2 separate regions of the Mus musculus genome follow, and region 1 is linked to region 2. A link is a contact called in public HiCAR-type data. All regions are on one chromosome and are shown on one strand. Each heading gives the region's core, a stretch centred on a gene start, on an enhancer-like site or on the middle of the called end of the contact. The rest is flanking DNA. Distances are from core to core; before and after follow the strand shown. Region 1 holds the start of Ptprtos (protein tyrosine phosphatase, receptor type T, opposite strand). Region 2 has its middle 50 kb from the start of Gm35374.

What was found. HiCAR-type assays count read pairs that join an accessible place to other places.
Region 1: a HiCAR-type map of astrocytes shows a contact between it and region 2, with 5 times the contacts expected there. The contact joins the promoter of Ptprtos here to the enhancer-like site in region 2. A contact is called at or near these places in 8 of 39 promoter capture datasets (the 3T3-L1 cell line, the C10 cell line, cranial neural crest and 4 more), 2 of 115 datasets of contacts at active chromatin or transcription factors (astrocytes and embryonic stem cells) and 1 of 9 other capture datasets (embryonic stem cells).

Annotation. Positions count from the first base shown.
Region 1 is chr2:162,388,162-162,392,095 of GRCm38.p6, reverse strand. It overlaps Ptprtos (protein tyrosine phosphatase, receptor type T, opposite strand), which reads right to left and starts at 1,283. Exons shown (of 3, transcript NR_040617.1): 1 at 1,258-1,283; 2 at 697-797. The region is part of intron 1 of Ptprt (protein tyrosine phosphatase, receptor type, T); the gene reads left to right.
Region 2 is chr2:161,339,106-161,343,111 of GRCm38.p6, reverse strand. No RefSeq gene overlaps it. Among named protein-coding and RNA genes, the nearest start is that of Gm35374, 50 kb to the left of the region's middle. Within about 2 kb of position 1,506, at least 113 of the 459 cell types and tissues checked have an H3K27ac peak or open chromatin away from gene starts, as enhancers often do. A contact at or near this core is called in astrocytes, hippocampal neurons and stem cell-derived epiblast-like cells, where this site is marked.

The DNA of each region.
Region 1 (3,934 bases), core at 34-2,533, 1.0 Mb before region 2:
CAAGCCAAGCCAACTACTGTCAGGGCAGGGACTCCCCAGCCCTTTCTTGTAGCCCTGCCAGGTTTGAGAACTCTTTCCAAGAGACTGAGTGATCTTTCTGCAGGGGCCTCTAAGCTGAACCATAAGCTCAGACTTCGTAATGGAAGCTCGGGTTTCCAAGCACATTGTGTAGTACAGCTGGCCTCCCAGAGAGGCCCTAAAATGGCAAAGGCGGTAATTCTGGGAGCCGTTTTCTCTTTCCTCTGACCATGAGACATTAACAAAGATATTAGCACAGCCATTTCACTCCAATGGCCAAAGTTTGGGTTGCCTCTTTTCCTTAATTGTATCTCTTTCCCCCCCGTTATCTCTCAGTTTATTAAGTCATGGGATTGCATATTTGTGAAGTAGGCCATTTAGGGAGGGCTAGGGGTTCAGATAATTAGAGAGGGAAAAGGTGCCCTAGGGCCATGTTTTCAAGGCTTCTGCCTCACACAAATTAGGTGGCTCTGTGTTTTTTATTATAATTTTTTTAACTTTATGTTAAGGTTTCAAATTTATACTAAGGAGGTTAAAAAGCACCTGTGATTATCACCTTGTGGTTGATCATTCACTCATACACAATCCATTTACCCCTTAGGTGTGTCATTAGGATTTCCCCCCATTATTGAGCAGATTGCCTCGTGGTATTGCGTAGGTAAGAAAACCTCTCCTTACCTTCAGCTCCTGTTCACCATGGATATGTTGGTGCCTTCCCGTCATTTTCACAGGCACAGAGAATCAGATGCAGGAAGGCAGGTGTTTTGTTATCCATTGGCCTTGTGGGAAATATTTAAAAATGAGAACAGGCACACATTCCTGAACTTGTGCATTTGCCCCAGCGGACTGGCTGGCCATGCACTGGTGGGCAATGACCAACCTGTTTTTATCTTGTGGAGACTCTGACTCAGAACTCCAAGATCTCTCTACCCAGCTCACTAAGTTTCCTCTGGTAGGTTGTTACCATGCCAAACCCATGCTTCAAATCTCCCACAGCCTTTGTGGCACACATCTGGCAAATCCACACTTTGTTGCTGTACCTTTCTCTTTTGAACTCAGACGAGCCGTCGTATGAAGGAAAATGCAACACAAACTTAGTTCAGAAACAATGGTAACTCAATCGCTGAGCACAACAACTAAAATCCTAATCTTGTAAGCCTTATTAAAATCTGATTCCTCCAATGGCGAATCATTGCAGATCTACCATGATACCAGGAAGCTCTAGCAGCTACATCTTACCCCTCTGCTGTCCCCATTCCAAAAGGGCCTAGCTCTCTCCTGCTTCCTCTCTTCCTCTGTCCAACCTGGAAGTCCTGCCTACTCACCAAGTGATTGACTCCTTTATTCATGAGGGGATTGGTTCACAAGAAGTCACCTGAATATGACTCACTCCTTGTCTACAACCCCTCCCAGCAGAGCAGAATTAGCATACAAACAGCACAGGACCCATCCACAACATTGGCTTTCACTTCTAGTGACCAGAAAGCATTTGTTAACTGTTTTTGTTACTGTGTGTGTATCAATGGTCCAGTCATTTTTATTGGGAAGTGTTTTTCCATTGTATAGAAGCACATGTGTTTGGTTCTTTAAAACTCATGTTCTAAGGAGTCAAGAATCATGGAGACCAAGAATCTTATCTTGGCGTGCTTAATGGACTCTGGCTTCTAAGAAAGGGGCGTTTTTGCATAGGTAACCTGTCATCCATGCTTTCTTGAAATGAGGCACTATGACCAGAATATAATGTAGAAGGAAATAAAATTGAAATGAGCAGGTTATGAAGTAGAAAATCACCATCCTGTGGCTTACACTTCTAGCAGATACTATGAATGAAGGCTCTGCCAAGGGTGAACCCATCACTCCCCTTTCCAAGAAAACAACGACAATGTTGTCTTGTGTTGGTTGTGAAATTTGTCAAGAATGTTTAGGACCCTTTGAAGAATGAAGATGGATGCAGCCATCTGCAAGAAAATAGAGCAAAAGAACAGTAGTCACATGTCTGTGCTAGTGGTATGTTAAAGGGACAATATACCTCCTTGCAATAGAATTGGTAAAATGGACTTGAACAATTACTATATGAATAACCCAATAACCTCAAAAAGTCACTCGATAAGATCCAGTTCTTACTGTGACTTAAAAGCCAGCCAGTAGACTAATATCCCTAGGGATCATGAGATGAGGTCTTGCCATGCTCAACAAATAATTCTCTAAACCTTGTTTTACAATTTGCCATAAACGGTACAGGGGCACCTTGATTAAAGCCACTGCTAGCATTGTCTGAGAGCCCCATAACTCACATGAAAAGATGTAAGGGATGTTATATATTAAATTGTATCTCCCAAAAGAATGCATGTTGAGGTACTAACTCTGCCAAAAGTCAGGTCACTGAGATGCACTCCAATCTAGTATGACAGGTGTCCCATGAGAAGGAAAAGGGTAGGTGCAGGGAGGGGAAAGATACTACGTGTATACATGAAGGAATGTCCTGCTAAGATAGAGTTGGGGATCATGGAGGCATATCTGTAAGCCAGGGAGTACCAAGAGCAGCAGCAAATCTCTTGGAGCTGAGAGCCCTAGAAGGACCCAGTACTGACCACCCATTCATTTCCAACTTTTGACCTCAGAACTGCTAGGCAAGACCTTTTGCTTAAGCCACTTGGCATGTGGTGCTTTTCTGTAGCAGCCATGGGGCACAGATACGACTTCTAACACTTCACTGACACTGTGTGTCAGACACTATTTTGAAACTCAGGCAGGGAGGTTTATCATGCTAGCCAAAAGCTGATAAACCAATAAGAGGTGGAACAGGGCTTTAATCGGATCAATCTGCTTTCTCAGCAATTATCTAACATCACTAGCTGTGTCATAGTCAGACCCATAAATATCACTTTTAAAAGTAAAACGCAGGAGCCGGAGAGATGCTTCAACAGTTAAGAGTACTTGCTGTCCTTTCAGAGGACCTGGGTTTAGTTCCCAGCACCTAGTTCTCAGCACAGTGGCTCACAACTGCCAGTAACTATAGTTCCAGGGAATTTAGTACCCTTTTCTGGCCTCCTCGAGTTCCTGTATGCATGTGGTACACACACTTATACTCATGCATACTCATGTAAAATAATAAATAATTTTTAAGTATAAAATACAGTTAGATTAATAGGTGCATCATCCTCTGTAGTTTTCCCTGGATGAATTGAATATTTAAATGTACCTATAGCTTAATAAGAGAACCAAAAGATGATACACATAAGTATTAATTTTTTTCTGTGGCACCAAATACTTATATAGATATCCTATGTAGAAAAAAATTCTATGTGGGAAATATGTAAAAAAGTAGGAATGTGATTTCTAGATTTTGTTTTTATATTCTATAGTTCATGTATATCAAAAATAATTCAGAGAATAGAAAGAGTCAGAGGAATACTTGTAAGTGAGAATATGTTAAATAGATTAATATTTTTACTGTATAATAACACAAATTAGAATAAACAGCCCAATCACAAATGACCAAAGGGCATAAGTTGATAATTTATGAATGAAGAAATATTAATGGTTGGTTAACTTATGAAGAGCATTCAAGCTAATATTCAAATAAAAAGTGAAACAAAGGGCCTCTGCAGTTCGCCAATTAAAATGACAAAGATTAAAAATAATGATGATTTTCAGTGATGGTGAGATTGCAAGGGAGTTGAACAATATTCCATATTATAAGTTTTGTTAATTGTAATAACAGTTCTTGAAGGTGATTTGAATATGTATATACATATATAATTATAATACAGATCCTCCATCCCTAGAACTCCAATGTTCAGAAAGTTATCCTGAGGCAAAGAATATAGAGATGCCTTAAGGTTTATTTTCTTGCTTTAGGAGTAGTAAAATATGCAAACAACAAGAAATAATAAGAGATATGAATTATCAAGGG
Region 2 (4,006 bases), core at 257-2,756:
TTCTAAGAACCAAAGGCCATATTGGCTCATCTGCCGTATCCTATATGCTTGGAGCACTATGATGGACAGAATACAGATAGATTAAACCCAGCACAAGAGAACTGAAACTTCAGCCGAATGGTAATCACATGATGGGGGGGCGCTGCTGCTGGGTTAGGACACCACAGTGATGGCTGGTTTTAAATGTCAGTTCTCCACAACCAAAAATCATCAGAGCAGGGCACCTCAACTGAGGAGCTGTCTCTATCAGGTTGGCCCATGGGTGGGTGGGTCTGTTAGAGGTTATTATCTTGGGTTCCTGATATGGGAGGCCCCACCCCAAATGTAAGCAGCACTTCCTGGTGGCAGAAGGAAGGCTATTCACCCCCTCCCCTCACCCAGCTTAGCCTTCCTTCTCTCTTTCCCACTGAATTAATTTACCCTGATGATGGTTCAGACTGGTGGCTGAACCAGTGTTTCAAGGTGGCTCTCCAGGAAACCTCCTAGCTTTTATTGCAGGATCGGATCTACTGAGGCATCTGGCCTCATGGCCTGAGCAACTACTGGCTTCTAAGCCCTCTCAGTGTGAGACACCTGTTGTTGGACCCTTTCCACCATGAAACATAGCTGGTTTAATAAATCCTTTTTAAATGCACCGTTTTCACCCTCTCAGTTCTTGTCTTCTGGGGGACCCTAATATTTTACCGGACAACAAAGGCGAATATGATAGACAGCATGATACACAAGTGTAATTGAGCAACCCTGTCGTTATTATCATGATCAGGTGCTGCTCACACACCGCACTTACATGACTAGCGGTGCAGTAGACCTATTTATACTGGTGTCGCCATGAGCTTGTGTGTCCTGTGTTGTTTAGGATGTTACACCAGCCACACTGTCATGAGGTCATGGGAATCGTTCGACTCTATTATCCCCTTACAGGACCACAATTGCAAATACGGGCTGTCGTTGGGCCAAATGCCACTTCGGGGCACATGGCAGTCCTTAAAAACAGACTTGAGAGCTGACAAAGTGCTCAATCCTGCCACATGACGGCCCTGGCAAGAGCTACTCTTAACCTCTAAGCCTAACATATTCTGAGGTTAATTTTTCAGAGGTACCACGCGCAAATCCCCAAGTTTCCCTCTAACGCACGCCGTCTCTTACACTCGCTCTTTTTTTTTCCCACCAGCATGCCAATCTTGTTCCTAATTTAGCCCTTAGACTAAGCCAGGTTGTCAGTTTGCTATTCCCTAATCCCTTCTCACCATGGCAATTGAAACTGATGATTGCAACATTGCTGAGTTCCTTGTTCCGGGGCCTATTGTGCAGAGTGTAATCACCGCCCGCCGGCCCGCCCGCCGCAGACAGCTTGTGGAGCTGGCAGAACCAACATCAAACAAACAGCACCTCCTGCCTCTATCCAGGACCTGACTGCTTCAACAAGAACCCACTGGTCCTGCTGAGAGCAGACAGAGCTGGTCCCTGCCCACACGGTTGAATGTGGGGAAGGCCAACCCTGAAAGCTTATGCAAATAGGACTGAGGGTGGAGCCTAAAGTGGACTGGCCAAGGCAACAAGTGAGCCAAACAACAGGAAGAAGCAAGTGGAAGAGATACAGGAGGACCGGAGTCATACTAGCGGCAGTGAAGGCAGGAGGCCAGAGCATCATACTGAGCCAGGGCTTCTGGAATCCACTCAAGACGCTAAGTGTGGCAGGAGATGAAGCTGTAAGAGATGCTGGGGCCAGCCCTCAGAGAGCCTTGCCAGCCAAGCAAGAGAGCCTGAGTTGATTCCAGAGCTGATAGAATGTCGCCAAGGGACACTTTACAGGGAAGGGGGCAATTGCCCCAGTTCAGGAGGAGCTGAGAGAAAGGATTTAGGTCACCCACATGCAACTGGTGAGCCCGTCCAACGGTGCATAGAATTGGGATATTTGTTGGCAGGCCCCAGTTCCCACCTCTATACCTTTTTAATAGGCCACTTCTAGTCTTTGAGTTTAAGGGCCTCTGAACCAGACAAAGCAATCCATATAAAAGGGCTAGCCAGCATGCCATGTGGCTCCTAAAGCTGGGCTTTATACTCATATGCTTTGGTCTATTCTTAAGGGAACCATCGAGAGAGACATTGAAGATTAAACTCTCAGGCCTCCCAGCACAGGACAGACTTCCCCAGCAAAGTCCTGTTCCCTCTCCAGTCCTAGCATGGTGACCAGTGCACTATCCCATATGCAGAGCTCTCACCCGTGTATGCCTATCGATCCAATCAGTTTAGGGAGAGAGGGAATAGAGGGCAGAATTTAAGGATGGTAGAACAGACCCATGCCACTCCCAAACTCTGCCGCGTACCGGCCATGTATTCAGGAAAGTTGCTATGCTTCTTAGACTCAAGTTTGAAGTTACCAGTTCATTGTGATTTGCCTGAAACTTTCTGGGGTTTAGCACTGACAGTCCTGTGTCTCAGTAGACATTTCACACCTGGTCCGTTGGGAACTGACTGGTCACCATGCACGGGTTTGGTTACTTCATGTGTAAAAATCTGTGTCACCATATGCCTTGATGCCACCGTGAGGATTTCAGATTGGCGGAGTCTTCCACTGCATCAGAAACATAGCACATGGTTCAAAAATATGTTTATGCAAATTCCCCGATTTGTAATCTGTCGCTCAGGATTCCCCCTCCAGGGTGGGGATCAAAGCATCACTATAGTTCATCTGATTGGGGTGCAGCTCAGCTCGCCCGACCCATCTCAAGTGAGTTTTCTCTTGTTCCCCAACACTTCTACATAGGAAGCAGGCAGAAAGCGGGTGCTTACTTGACAGATGGAGAAACATCTGCCCAGGCCCTGTGGGCAAGGAAACTGTGACCCACGCTTCACCTGCCTCTAGAGGAGCAATGGATGATAGCACCATTAGACAGTAGCATTAACCAGGTGACATTTCACTGCTGGGGTGTCCTGTGCATCCCTATTAACTAAGTTGTTTCTTTTCTCCATAGAGTTACAGATTTGTTTCCTGAAGACAAGCTCAGATTTAAGCAGAAGTGACTTCATAAGAGGATAGTTAAGGCCAGCAGCTGGGTAACTGCCACCCTTACTTCTCCCATGGGGTCTGGATGTAGACTTAGTACACTTGTTTACCCCTCCTTAAAGCTGGAGCTTTGTGCCCCATTTAGTTATCGAGCTTTGGCCCAGATCCCAGGATAAAAGGGGGTGGGGTGACAGAAAAGTTTTATACAGACTTAGCAACCTGGCTTCCAGGTTGCTACCACTCAACTAGCCCTGGGTAACCTAAGGACTCAGCTGCAGAGCAACACTTGCACCCATGGCAACCGCCTCTAGGTCCACGGCACTCTCCCTTTCACTGGCCCACAGCACCCTGGAAACCACACCTCAGAGGAACTCGATCAATTCTTGTTAACACTCGCCCAAGACAAGCAGCTTTGAAAAAAGCTGTTTTAGGCAACAGGATCAGCCTTTTGCTGTCGTTCATTAAGGGCTTAGCAGCTCCGTATCGATTTCCTTGCAGCTGCCTCTAAACCTTAATTCCAGGAGCAGAAAAACAAGGCTTTGTCTGCGACATTTCCTGTCCAAGTGGCGGGTAACAACCATTCCTAGGACGCTGATTTCCCTGGTGGTGCTGCAAACCACAGGATGCAGGGATGCCAGCAGCAAGTCCTTTGTCTACTCCAGAGAGTGATTTCTGTAGCTGCAGGAGGCCCCTTCCAACGGGAGATGCGGCCCCACCTCCATCCGCAGCCAGCATTGTCTTCAAACCCCAGCTGTTGAAAATCCAATAACCACCACCCCCCCTTATCCTCCCACAGATTCGCAGCCACAGGATTCATGAAGGCACCACCTTTTGTTCATATTATGTGTGTTGCTGCTTCCTTCTAGAAGTTAATTCTTAGCATTGGACAGGCCCTCATCCAACAATTTCCTTTTCCAAGAGTCTGAAATGTTAATCTCTTCTACAATATCCCCACCAAGTGGCCGTTCTGTCTTTGCTTGAACACCTCTAAGGACAAGA